2 separate regions of the Columba livia genome follow, and region 2 is linked to region 1. A link is a contact called in public Hi-C data. All regions are on one chromosome and are shown on one strand. The core of a region is the stretch at or near the end of the contact, and the rest is flanking DNA. Distances in the headings are between cores, read along the strand shown.

Region 1 (6,945 bases), core at 1,567-4,066:
GCCGGGCGGCAGCCCTGCGGGGTGACCTGGCCCGCGGCAGCTCGCGGGGCCGGCGCGGCACGCGTGTCGGTGCATGTGCAGCGCACAGCTGGCTGCACACACGCCGGGCTGTCACCTCCCGGCAGCGTCAGCTTGCACAAGTCAGACGGGTCTCAATCCTGTCGTTCCATAGGCTTTTTTGGCTACTTATCCTGAAAAAAGGGAGCATCAGGGATTCTTTTTGTTTCAAAGGAGAGACCCTGTGTACAATTAAAACTTGTTTCTGGTAAACCTCATTCCAGGAAAGATGAGCTTTTAACAAAAAGCTTTTGACAGCTGCAGGGTATTTCATTTTTTTTAATGCCAAATGAAAAATCAATACATTTTTCTAGGTTATACATATTCAGAACAGGCTTGATATTTCCATTATAATGGAAAATGGGTGTCTGCACATCTCGCCTGTCAGAGCTGCACCACCGCATTTTCCAAGCCACTGCTAAATATTTCAAACCTGATTTGATTGTGGTTCATGACAGCTAATGTTTCTCAGCTCTCGAGCCTGCCGGAGGGTGGGGAGGCGAGCGCACGCTCTTTCTCTCCCATCCCTACATTTTCGCCACCCCTGAAATGCCCCTTATCCCTTTGGATAAAGATCTGGGTTTGTTAAGGAAAATCCAGCTGAGAGGAGAGCTGGGAGGTCTTGCACTGTTCAAGCTGGCCTGGATCCAGCTGGGGGTTGCTGACTTCTACCCTCAGACTTTGTGGGTTTTGAGAGGGGCAGTGTGTGTGTGTGACGGTGTGCAGGGACCCGGCTGCATTTTCAGAGTGTACCTGAGTCAGAGATTCTCTGACATCTGCAGATGTCAGATACTCATGATTTTCCAGACTGTTTTCCTCTCTTCCCCCTACCATAGTGAATGGCTTAATTTTAAATTAAAAGGAAATGCCACTGTCTAAAATTATTTATTCATGAAGGAGGAAAAGACTCTTTCTAAGATTTTGCATGGGCAGATTGGTGCGGTGGGAGAGCAGGCTTCTTGGATGCCAGGTGCCCCGCAGCTACACGTGCCCGTTCTTGGTGTTGATCCGAACCCCAGTGGCTGGAAAATCTAAGAAAATTTCTCGATAAAGCATCATGGCCTTGCAGATGGCAGCCTGGTACGGGGACCCATGGGCAGGTTGTGTTTGTATTTCAGTGGGACACAATCCCCTCCATGCAAATCCCAAAGCAAGAACTCTTGCACCCACCCTGGCAAGCTCCCACAGAGCATGAAGCCGCCTTGTCCTTCTTGAACCCCACATGCCGGTGTTTCTGGGAACCAGAGGCACCGGTCTGGCACCTGCATCTTCTGGGCATGGGCTGCAGCAGCATCGCTGCCATTCCAGAGCCCCTTGTTAAGGTTCCCAGGTCAGGAGTCAACCCCATCCCCTCTCACAAAGCATCTCTCTACAGAGCTCCCCACAAGTCCTGGTCAGCCCCCCAGTATGCTGCCGAAACACTGCAGAGACTTATCACCCTCTGGATACCAGCTCTGACTCGGATACCTTTAGGGATGTACGGTCTTAAGCTGGGTACCTTTTTAATGACAAAACGACTGGTGGAGTTTTTATCAGTCTTCTTAAGGAAAACAATTACGTGAGTGAGTCCCAATAGTGTGTATAGCTTCAAGGAGGTATGGTCAACCAGTAACAATATGGTCATGGTTTGGAGATAAATTCCCTACATCCTGCTGACCATGGCCTCCTGCAGCCTTTGGGAGCTGTGGTCACGAGGCTTCATGCTCAGCTGCGGGTCTGTCATATGGGGCTCTTCAGATGTCTGGTAAAAGACAGTGGTAAGCTCTGCTCAAACACAGCATGGGAGCAATGTGACACCAGGATTTGCAGGTAGTTAAAATGGAAGCTCAGAGCTCCTTGTTGCATGTGCAGTGGATTGAGGAGAAAAGCAGACCTTTCCCTCCCAGCTATGCTGCTGGCCCTGTCCTCTCAGAGGGGTGTCCCAGGGGAGCACAGGAGGATGGACGGTGGGTGCCATTGGTGTGTGTGTGTTTGCTGCCATCGCATCTCAGGAACGCCTCAGCAGCTGCAGCGCTGTCACCAGAGCGGGGGTGCATGTGTTTGGGGAACAGCACCTTTGCTACACTGTGTTTCCCATGCTGGAGGATCTCGCTGTTGGTAGCTGGTGGGATCACCCGTGGTGCCCTGTATGCGGTCTGTTGGCGCTGGTTCTCAGCGGTTCGCAGCTCTCTGCGGTGCACATGGCCAGCCGAGGAGTAGCGCAGTGAGGACGCTCTCCCCACTGTCCCGGGCTCAGCCGAAACGCTGCAGCTGCAAGACAGGCCAGGCTGAGCATGGTGAGCAGGGCTGCAGCAGGAGGCTGCGGCAATGGGATCCTGAGGCAGCCGGGAGTGAGCGCTTCCCTGAGGCTCCTCACCAGGCGCTGAGTCCCAGGGTGTCCCCAGTGTGTCCCTGGGGTGTCCTTGGGTCCCTGGTGCAGGGAGCTCCCCAGGTGCTGGTTGAGGAGCAGGATTGTCCTCGGCACAGGCTCCGGGAGCGAGGAGCCAAGAGCAGCACTAGGGCCCTTCCCAGCGGAGCACAGCCTCTGTGGGCAGATGTGTCTGGTGCTCTTCTCCCTTCCATCCTGCTTTGAAGAAACCAAACACTTCAGAAAATATGAGCTCAGGCGGGAGGGGGAGGAGGTGTAGAGGCCGCTGTGCTCCCGAGGTGTGTGCGGGAGGCAGCTCTGGTCTCGCCGGGGCCGCTGCGGGTCGGGCTCAGGGGTGCAAGGGTCCGCGGGGGCTCGGCTGGAGCTGTGGGACCGGCACAGGGGCTGCAGGCCCAGCGGGGAAGGAGGATTTGCCATTTGTAGCCTTGTTTTTTAATCATTTTCTGCCATTATTGGTATTCATAGCTCACATTTTTCCGGTTACTGTCAGCCTGGGCTTTCATCCATTTTAAAGAGCTATTTTTTCCCTTGTTGATGATGATGATGGTATAAAGACAGATGGTGTAACTGCTTATGAATGTCCTATTTTATTCCCCTCGAACCAGACAGTGCACTTGAAAACGTGTATTATTTCCACATGCTCAGGTTAGAGCCCAGACAGTGTCTGAGCAGCAGCCGGCCGCCCTGCGCCTCCTGCTCCAGGCCGGTGCTGACACCTCCGGGCGGCAGCCGGGAGTGCGGCCGCGCTGGGCCCTTTGTTCGGGTGGGGGCAGCGGGGCGCTGGGGCCATGGGGGCAATGCGGTGGAGGGGGCAACGGGGGCCAGGGGGGCAACGGGGCCGTGGGACGGTGGCTCCCACCCACCTCTGTCCACACATCTGTCTGCAGCAGGCAGGGCACTGGCCCCAAGGGAGCACTGGAACCGGCAGAGAAAAGCTGGGTGTCCAGAGAGAGGTTAAAGTGAGGATTTGAATAAATAATAGAACCCCTGTAATGAAGGTTTTTAATAAAACCAGCCAAAAGCTGCTTTCTGTGCCACTGCCTCAGTTGAAGAGACACTGTCTCACCCTGCATGGCAGCAGTTTGAAGACAGCAAGGTGGTTGGGTTGGGTTGAGGGGGCCATTTGTTGGTTTTGTCCCCAGAGTGGAAAAAAACTGGAATTTTAAGTTCTGAAACATGAAGCCAGCTGCTGAGTTCCAAGCCCTTCCCTCCAGCAAACTCGGCCACTTGTCTCACAGGCAGACTGCACACCTTGCCCTTGCATCACCAGTTTGTATGTTCTGACGTGTTAGGTGCTTTGCCCGGCGATGGCACCCAGCGCACCTCTTACCCGGGGGTCCTGCTTTGCCTGGCAAACACCACTGGGATCCCTGCAGCTCCTAAGAGTTTCCAGCTTTTAACAGAGTAAAACAGGGGTAGAGTGTAAATCACAGTGCTTCCACTTAATATCAGTGCTGATCGCTGGATGCTTTTACAAGTCCCTCCCTGATTTAAGCTGTCACATTCGCCAAGGGCACTGCTGAGTATCTGCAGCCTCCTAATATATATTTTTAATCCTGATTTCTAGCCCTGTCTTTGTTAGGGGGAGGATGGAAGGTGGTGCTCTAACTGGTCAGGTAGTTCAGATGAAACCTCAGGATAGCATAGGATTTACCATGACCAGATAATGCGAGTTAAAATTATGAACTGTCCTGCCTAAAAGAGGATATAATGGCTTAAGAGAACCCTTTCTTCCCAGTGTTGATGTAGCCCCTGCCAATTATGTGGTTGCTGTCAAACTGCAAGCACTAGACATACATACCCGAGGTATTAGATGGTAACGCAGCTGCTGTGGCGCGGTGTCCCGCTGGCGCGGGTGCCTGTGCGCAGAGCGGAGCTGTGCCGTGTCGACACGCTCGGTGCCACCGCCTCGGCACGCCGGGGCTCTGGCTGACAGCCATGGCAGCGGCACTTTGTGTTCTGTTCTGAGCTTTCAGCGCTTCGCTTCACCGAGTATTTTTTCTCCTTCATGCTTTTGCACCTGTATGATCCTGCCTGTGTTCAAACTCTTCCCCTGGCTGGAGTGGAAATGAGCCCCCAGGCCTCGTGTTGGGTCTGTGGCCGCAGGCGGCAGCGCTGCTTCTTGTGTTGTCTGAGCAGCAGTGAGTGGGGGCATTTCTGCAGTGAATTAGGGATCTCGGTGACCAGGGTTGGTGCTCTGCAGTGCTGTTCGGTCTAAAGACCTTGAGATGGGGATGAGGAGGAAGGCTGAAGGTGCTGGAGGCTCCCGTCAGTCCCTGGCACTTCTCTAATCCATGGTGTGATTGGGTAGAAACTTCTTATACCAGGGAACTGGTTTGCTGTTTGTTACACCACAGGGGACAACAGTACCTATAAGTGGTAGGAGTAGGTGAGATTCTTCATCCCTCCCATTTTTCCTCTGCCGTTTCTCTCTTGCCCAGCTAGCAGGTGGTGTGGGGAGAGCGTGGGTGATGCTGGAAATGGCCACTCGGCTCTTGTGCTTCAGTGCTGGCAGTCGCTCTTGTCCAATGGCAGTTACTTGCTCTTCTGTTTTGACTTCCATTTTTACATTACACTTTCTGCTTCTCTTGTTTCAGAAGAATCCGTTGAAGATGTGGAAGGGCCCAATGAAACAGCTGGCGATGCTGAAGAGCCTGCTAAGGAGCAAGAGAGTGGAGGGGACAAGGACCAGAGTAAATGGACAGGTGGGTTTTGGTCCCTCTTTTTGTTTAAAACCAGGAAAGTGGGAAGAGCAGTGGTGTGCAGAACTTTTCCCTTCAACAACCGCACCACAGCACTGTCAACGTGACGTGTTGTCCTCTGAAGCCTTTGGGTGCAGCTTCGTGACACACTCGTGCGGTTTGAGCCAGGTCAGTGACATCCCCTGGGCAGGGGTGGTGGGTCAGAGCTCCCTGTGCTCGGGCACTGGACCCGGCTGGGGCGGGACGGCCGCTGGGTGAGGAGCAGGGGGAAGGGGCTGCCCCTCCGGGCAGCCGCCAGCACTTCAGGTGGATTAAGCATATCGTGAAACCCACTCTGTGTTGTTAACACTTGAGAGACTATTAGTCTGCTTTTCCATCACGGTCCTGGCTCTGACAGCAAGATTTTGATGAAGAGAGGCAGATCCTGAGCTCAGTTAACTGCTCGCTTTTTGATGAAGCCATGACATCCTGAAATGGAAACTGCAGATGCACAACAATACTTAGGTTGTTGCAGTGGACTCTGAATGGTGTCTCTTTGCAAAATCCTTAGGTGGATTAATTATGAAGGTATTAGGTTCCTCTGTCTTTCCCAGAAGATAGTTGCTGTCTTGCAGAGGTAAGTGCGAGGAATCTTTTAAATATTCCTTGCCTTTGAACAGAGAAAACTGCGAGATTGTCCTCCTCTAGAGAGGGCTGTTCCCCTCCTCGGCACGTGCTGCCGCTTCTGCGCAGGTGCGGAAGTGGAGGCACTGGGAGTAGAACTCAGTTCCCTTGGCCAGGACAGAGCAGTTCGGATTTCCCGTCTCTTTCTGCACAGAGACCCTTCTGCCAGAAGCCACCTCCTGCCCGGTTTATGGTGGCCTCTTAGTGAGACACAGCCAAAGAGATGTTCCAGCTCACACGGTCTTCAAAAGGATGAAACGTGGTCTTTCACCTCAATACAGTTTTAATCTCAGCCGTGGGGAGAGTTGCCTGCAAAGACCTTATGTTTGCTAAATGTTTTCACACCAGTGACCCGCTGTTCCGTACCTGGGTGTTCTGAGAAGGTGGCAGCAGCATCCTTGGACCCGTCAGCTCTTGTGAACGTACAGCAAACGGGGGCAGCACGCCGAGGGGACCGGCGTGGTGCTTGTCTCAGGCTGCAGGAGTGGCTGGGGAACCGCACACCTGGCAGCTCCGTTTGCCCCAGATTTTCCTGGGAATTGACCAACCGTTTGTAAGTACTGACGGGAAGATAATGAGATGAGTAACAGTCGACACGGATTTGTCAAGAACAAATCATGTCAACACGACCCAATTTCCTTCCGTGTGAAGAAGGCCTTGTTTGCAGTCAGTATCTTGCATCTTCGTCTTAGGAAGATTCTTGACGCTGCTTTTCAGGACAGTCTCGAAATGAAGTTCAAACATGATGGTGTAGGTGAAAATATTGTGGAATGGATGCATTTCTTCAGCACTGGAAAGCTTCCTCTGGAAGATTGTGTCCATTTCTTGGGGCATCAAGATTGAGAAGCAATTTCAGAAAGACCAAACAGCAGGAATGACCCAGAGAGAGGATGGTCTGCATAGCATCAGCTGTGAGGGGAAAATGGAGCAAACAGGCTTGTTTGACCCAAAAAGAGAAGACCAAAGGGGAGAACAAGATAGGTTGTCTTGTGCATAAAATGCTTCTGAAAGGAAGGAAATAATTTGTTCTCCATGTTCAGGATATAGACAACAAGAAGAAATAGGCTTATATTGAAGGGAGAAAGATTGAGGTTAGATAATAAATTAAAAAAATATATATTCTCCTGGTAAAGGTTGTGAAGCACTGAAGTAGAT
Region 2 (6,945 bases), core at 1,684-4,183, 110 kb before region 1:
TTTTTTTTTTTTCTTTTTTTTTTTTTAAAGGGGAAGTAATGTTAACAATTATTCTTCCATAATTCTAGACAAGCATATTTTGAGCAGGGATTGACAGTTTAAGGGCAGCTTTTAAAGTCAAACTGGTAACGTACTGGAGTCTATCCATTTAACAACCCGTAAGAACTCATACACAGCATGCGCATTATAACAGTACACATCAGTGCTGCATTTAGAATATTCAAATAACTATGGTACATATTAAACCTCAATTCTTAAAACCCATGAACATCTTCCAAATGCAAGATACTTCCAGTAATGTATCAACTAGGACAGCCCTTCCAATTTCCAATAATCTGTCCTCTTCTTTCATCCCCCCATCCCACTAAGGGGACTTGTCAAAATTTCAAATAACTACCCCACATTAAGAAATACGGAAAGCTTGATACATTTAATTGAAAATATTTACTAACAAACATGCAGTTTATTACCTTTCAGTATAAAATACATCTACATTAAGGATCTCCAAAATGGCAAAACTGACCGCAACTGCATTCCTTGTTCAAGGCTATGAAACAAACCGGGAACTTAATTACTTGAGTTACTATTAAAAATTAAAAAAAAAAAAAAAAAAAAAAAAGAAAAAAAGGAAAAAATAAAAAAATTTAAAAAGGCAATTTGAAAAGCTTCTTTAGATTTTCAAGAGAGATGATTTAATTCTGCTGCATTGCTGCCAGTAATAAAATAGTCTCTTACAGAAAGCTGAAGAAAACATATTCCTGAAGCTTGGATAGAGGTTCTTTACTGGTTCACTTCCTCCTAAAATTCCAATCCCACGTTCCCAGCGATCATCTACATTTTTCACCAGGGCTGGAATGGGGAGGGAAAAGCTGCTGGAAATAAAAATTTTAAATAATAAGCGCAGATGGACCCAAACAGAAAGTGGAAAATGTTACCGTAAAGCTAGAGAAATATTTATTAAATCAAAGCAGAGGTTCTGTTGGGACTGGAGGAATGTTGCATCCTTTCCTAAAAAAAAAAAAAAGAAAAAAAAAAAAGGAAAAAAAAAGGGGGGGGGGGGAAGAGGAGGGAATGGGGGGAGAAAAGAGAAAGCAAGAAAGAAAAAAGGCAGAGGCACAGCCGCCTCCTGGAGTTCCCCATTGTCCGGGGCTATAGAGAGCCCCAGAATGGCATTAAACTCACAAAAGGCATATTGTGCAGGGGACAAAAAAAGCCCCTTCTTCTACAATAACTTTTAGCTTCTTATTTTAGAAAATGACAAAGCTGTTGCCAGCGATGGCTGGTGAAACCTGTAGCCCAGCTCCCATCGCGGCTGGACGCGGCTGTATTGATCCGCTGTCCCGCTCGGAACGGCGGCCGCAAAGTTTGCACGGGAGCGCGGGCCGGGCCGGGCCGCGCTGCAGCGCGGGCACAGCGCGGGATGCTGCGGGGCCGCTCCGCCGCGCTCCGCGCCCGCCCCGCGCCGGGGCGACACAAAGTTGCGCTCGCTGCCGGCCGCAACTTTCCCAGCTCCTCCCGGGGAAACTTCGGCGCTGGCGGCGGGGGTCGAGCTCGCCTCGCCCTGCCCTGCGCGGGGCGGCGCGGCCCCGCCCGGGGCGCGGGGGCAGGTGGCCCCGCGGAGCGCCCCGCCGGCGCGGAGCGGTGCGGAGCGGAGCCGCCCGCCGGCCCCCTCCCCTGCGCGGCGCTGCGCGGCAGGGTGCGGAGCGGCGCCCCCCCCGCCGCGGGCTGGGGGCCGGCCGCTTGCCCCAAGTTTCGGTGCGGCGCCGCCGCCGCGCTCCCCCCGCCCGCTCCTGCTCGCTCGCTCCCTCCCCCGCCGCCTGGGCTGAATCTTATTGATCCAGAAGGTGGCTAATTAGCCCTTCCCGTCGTGCCTGGGTAATGAGGCACATGCGCACTGCACTAATCAGCCATTTTTTGCAGGAAACTAATTAGCAGAATAAAGATCCAAAGAGTTTTTTTTCTTCCCAATCATCAGATCTGAGTCCGGGCGCTTCCTGCTCCGGCGACCGCCAGCCCCGCCGCCCGCTCCGCGCCGCTCCGCCCCGACCCGACCGCCGCCGCCGCTGCTGCTGCCGCCGCCCGCGGCCCCCTCTCTCCGGGGGGCTGCAAACTCCCCGACAACGATGCTGCTGCTGGGCAGCGGCGGCGGCGGCGGCGGCTCCCGCTCGGCTCCGGCTGCTGCCCCCGGCTCCCGCTGCTGCTGCCCCGGGCCCCTCCGCGGAGCGCGCTCCTGCCGCCGCAGCCGCCGCAGCCTGCATGGGATCTGTAGCCCCCGCGCCGCCGCCCGGGATTAAAAGCGCCGCCGCCGCCGGAGCAGCGACCGCGTAAGTGGCAACTTTTCTGCCCTGTCCCCCGCTCGGGCTCCTCCTGCTCGGGGCGCCCGGGCTGCTTTGCATGGGGCTGGTCCGGCCCCCCCTCCCGCCCGCTCCCACCCACCGCCCCGGATCCCCCAGCAAACTTTGTGCCGCTCGCCGTCCCGGAGCCCCGCCGCCGCCGCCGGGGACGCGCAGGTGCCGGCGCCGCGGGGGCCGCTGCGCGCCCGCGGAGCCCCCGCCCCGCCCGCCGGCCATGGCCGCGGGGCGCGGAGCGGCGCGGCGCTGTTCGGCTTTGTGCGCGGCCGGGCGGGCGGCGGGGCGCGGGCATCGATCGGCGGGGGCCCGGCCCCGCGGGGGCTCCGCGCCCAGCGGCCGCCGCGCGTGGGCTCCGCGGAGCCGGCGCCTCCCGGGAGCCCGTAGGGGCAGGGGCGGCTCGGGCGGCCCCCGGGGCTGCCCCGCGGGGCTCCGCGCGGTGACGCGCTGGAAAACAAAAGGGCGAAGAAGTGCCGAAAACTGGCCCGGCCGCGGGGCGGCCCGACCCACCGCCCGCCCGGGCCCCGCGCCGGGAGCTGCCCGAGCGGCCTGGCCAGCCAGAGTAATTCTGATTTTTGTTTTCCGCGGGCAGACTCAGTTTTGGGAAGAATGCGGCTAGGGGGATGGGAGAGGTGAAGGCAGCAAACGCCACTGTAGGCCGATCCCCCCCTTCTCAGTTTCAGTTTTTAATTACTTAATGCTGAATCGCACGGCGCTTATCTAAATATTTGCAAATGCTCTTTCCTATTGATTCCTCTGAATAAACTGTGCTCCTCGCCCTCGGAGGGAAGGCGATTCGTGCTCTCCTGAAACTAACCCTCCAGAGGAGAGTGTGTTTGTGTGGGGGACACATACGGCTGTATGGCTGTGTATAAACGCGGATGTACGTAGCACACACACACACGGGTTTCTTAGTGTGAATTATTTATAATTTGGCTTGCGTGGTTTTTTGTGGTTTTGTGTTTTGTTTGTTTTTTTTTTTTTTTTTTAATTGTTAAACTCCCTCTGCTCTTTTTAAATTTTTATATTTTTTTTTTTGTAATTCCGAGAAAGGTCTGTTTCTCTTTCAAGCTCTGGGTATGTCCTGTACTTTGTGCGGATATGTAACATATACGCGTCTCTTCCTCGGTCGTCTGTCTGTCTTTCTCTTCTCGCTCCTGTTTAATATGGAGCAATTTTCTGGAGGCTCAGTGACTCCCTCCTTAGGGTCACATTGAGTTCGAATCCGTCTGAAGGTGCAGGAATCCTGCAAAGGGGGCAATAAGAGAATAGGGAGAAAAGGGTCAAGTTGGCTGCTTAGACGCCAAAACTCCCACAGCTGCCTTTAAAAAAAATATATATATGATATTTTGCTTTCCTCGCCATATTATAAATTGTAGCCTCCCCTTTCAGGTATTTTCTTTACAGCTTTTGCCTCCCCCTCCTGTGCCCCCCCTGTTAGGGGAGAAGGGGGGGAGGAGGGAAAATAAAAGGAAAAGAAATGGAGGGGGGGCAAAGAGGCAAAAAAAATAAAACCCATTGAGTTTAGGCAAATAAGGTTTGGTCTCCGTATCCTATTACAAAGCACTTTGAATATGCAAGACATCACACAAGACCAGTTATTCCAGTTACGACAAACTTAAAAAGAGAAAAAAAGAGAGGCATGTTTAGATTATAATTTGTTAGAGCAAGAATCATATTTAAAACTCTGTCTTTTAATTTTTTTTTCCAGCCTTGCATTGTCTCCAGCCTTTTTCTGCTGTCTAGATTTTTTTTATATTATTATTATTATTATTAAAATCTTTCTGTTGAGTTTAGGAAGACTGCTGCGAGCAACACATTTTCTGTATTTTTGTTCCTGTATCTTGGAGGAGAGTTGGCAGGGATTTTGTGGTTTGCAGTTACACAATATGTTATCATGTTTTTAATCACTAAATCATTGCAGTGGTTATAGATTTACAGTCTTAGGGTATTACGGAGAGGAGCAGCGCAGCTTGCATGTACAGGAACATACGAGAGCATGCAGCTAACATGCTCGTGAACTTTGCTGTTAAATTGTTTCCCGGCCGAGCTTTGGCGCAGAGGAGAGCGAGCGTTTTGGCATCACCCCTGCACGCACTTGAGGAAAGTTTGCGCACCTCTCCCAGCCGGGCAGGAGCTCCGATGGGTGTCCTGCGCGCCCCGTCCCGCGGTGCTGGCGGTAAGCGGCGGGTCGGGGGGGCAGCCGGTGGGCTGGGGCCGCCACCTGCGCTGGGCCGGGGCCGGGGGGAGCGTGTTGGCCGCCCCGCCAGCCGCGCTCCACTCCCGTTTCCCCCTTTATTATGTAACAGAGCCCTCGGCAGCATTAAAAATTCAGCATTACAAGCTGATTGTAATGCTCCCTCATTAGGGAGCACTGTCTGGTCCGGCATTAAGGCAAGACGGAGCGTGGCTTTTTGGCTGCAGCACCGGCAGAGGCCGGGGGCAGCCACACAGCGGGTGTCCTGGCCCTGCGGGCGGCAGCAGGGCTGTGCTGGGCTCCCCACCGCTGGCCGGGCCCGGGATCCCCCGCTGCCCCCTGCCCAGGGCTTTCCTCAGCACCAGCCTGGGTGTGGGGACACCGCTCCCAGCCGCCCTCCCAGCCGGGTCCCGCTCTGCAGGCCTTCAGCCAGAAACAAAAGCAAACAAAAGGCATATTAGAGGGGAGAGAAACTCTGGCTGGACACAGAGATTGCTTTGCTGTATTTGTAATTCTTTTTTGCTCTCTTTCCTTTTTAAACGGGGTCATTTGGGGAGGAGTGGGCAGCAGGAGGTTTGCTCCATCCCCTCTCCGGCACAGCGGCCGTGGCGCTGGCAGCGGCGCTGGCCCTGGGCTGCCGCAGCCCCCGTACCTCCCTCCCGCCCGTCGCTGCCTTTTGTTCCCGCAGGACCAAGGTGCTGCTTGGGCAGGCGGCGGCGTGGGCGACCCCGCGCACGCCTGGCACCTTCTCCTGGCCTTGTGGTGGCTGCTGTCAAACCAGGGCCTGACGGCGTCCGCTTTGACAAAAGCAGAGGCGCGTGTCCCTCTTTCATCTCTCTGCTTTGACCCCCGCCCCGGTTCCCGTCGGTGTCGTGCTGGAGGCCGGGAGCAGCGCGGGGGCGCAGATTTACTTTGGGCCTGGCACCAGCACTTGAATGGCTTCAGCGGGGATCGCTAAATCCTGGACTGGTGGACATATGGTTGGCTGTGTTAGCCTCCCCATTAACACTTCTGCTTTCCAAAATAATAATAGTAATCATAATATTAAAAAAAATGTTGTGTGAAGATGAAAAATGACTAGTGGGCTTTTACATCAACTTTATTCACACGCTGTTCTGCTGGGGCTTGACTCCCTAACGTCAGCATTTCTCCCGCCGGTGTCAGACTCGCTCATCTTCTCTTGGGCGCTGATGGTGGTGCGTGTGCCGGCCCTGCCGCGGTGCCGGGGCCGTGTTTGCGCTGGAGAGATTGGTGTAGTTCAGGAATGGACTGGGAAGAGGCCGAGCATTTCGCAGCTCCCCATTTCCCTTCATCAGAGCGTGGCCGAGGTTCAGCCTTTGTGTGGCTTTTGGGGCCACGTGCTGGTGGGAGACGTGGGCCACGAACAAAGCTGGGTGCCGCGCAGGGGACCCCCACACTGCTCGTGGGGCTGCGCCCCGCCTGTGCTGTGTTCTGACCGACCGACCATGGGGACTTTGGCCTGGGAGAGGCCTCGTGGCTGGAGTGGGGTGCCGGTGGGGGCTGCCCCCTCTGCCCTGCTCCCGTTTCCTCATTGCGGGGTGTCCCCCGCACTTCTCTGGGAGCCCCTTGGGGATGCTGGCCCTGCCATCCCCGGGGAACACAGCGCGGGGAGGCGGGTGAGAGGAGCTGCTCCAGCGGGGATGGGGCTGCCCTTCCCTCCTCCCTCCCTCGCCAGCCAAAATTTGGGCCGGGTTTCCTGCATGTGGCAGTGATGGGGCTGTCGTGGCAGGAGAGTGGGAATCAAAACATCTGTGCACAGGCCTGGGTGCTGCAGCCTCTAATGGTTTTGACGGAGCTGTTGTGGTCTGTTGTCTGGAAAATCTGCATTCTGCGCTGTGCCCGAGGGGGGCCGCGGCACCGCAGACCGTGGCGGTACCTAAATATAACCGCCTCGCGCCGTGGGGTGAGGTGAGGGCAGGAGGGAGCAGGGCCGCCCGTCCCGCCTCCTGCTTTGTCTCTGCTCTGCGATTCATGCATTTTTGTTTGCTCCCGAGGTTGGGTTTGTGTGTAGGCAGGGATTGGAGAAATAGATAAATTCCAGCTAGTTTAAAAAAAAAAAAAAAAGGCAGGGTGGATGAGCTGGGCTTCCCTCGCTGCCGGGAGGTGACGGTCCTTGCCACCGGGCCGGGGATCCCACTGGCTCGGGAAGCCTCGTCGTGCTGCTGCGGCAGCTGCTGCCGTGGGAGCGGGCTGCACTAGCCTGCTCGCTTTGGTGGTTTTCCTTCCCCTCGTAGATGCTGCGGATCTTGCTCAGGTCCTGCCACGCCAGTGAGGAGTGAGCGCTTTGCAGTGCTTCCTCGTTGGCTCCGCCAGACAGACATGTCCATCTGTCGGTGCAGGAGGTGGGCGTTCATCTCCCCAGCAATGCTGGGTGGAGAG

The links. Hi-C and Micro-C count contacts between places; a contact is called where the count stands out from the background.
Region 2: a contact with region 1 is called in a Hi-C map of crop, with 2.3 times the contacts expected there. The contact joins the promoter of ZFHX3 here to the enhancer-like site in region 1. A contact is called at or near these places in 2 of 2 Hi-C or Micro-C datasets (crop and liver).

What each region holds. Positions count from the first base shown.
Region 1 is chr13:5,218,517-5,225,461 of bColLiv1.pat.W.v2, reverse strand. ZFHX3 (zinc finger homeobox 3) reads left to right here. Exons shown (of 11, transcript XM_065028232.1): 5 at 5,023-5,130. Among named protein-coding and RNA genes, the nearest start is that of ZFHX3, 110 kb to the left of the region's middle. Within about 2 kb of position 2,816, at least 2 of the 3 cell types and tissues checked have an H3K27ac peak away from gene starts, as active enhancers do.
Region 2 is chr13:5,326,033-5,332,977 of bColLiv1.pat.W.v2, reverse strand. It overlaps ZFHX3 (zinc finger homeobox 3), which reads left to right and starts at 2,933. Exons shown (of 11, transcript XM_065028232.1): 1 at 2,933-4,527. LOC110360456 (a long non-coding RNA gene) reads left to right here. Exons shown (of 10, transcript XR_010465803.1): 10 at 1-599.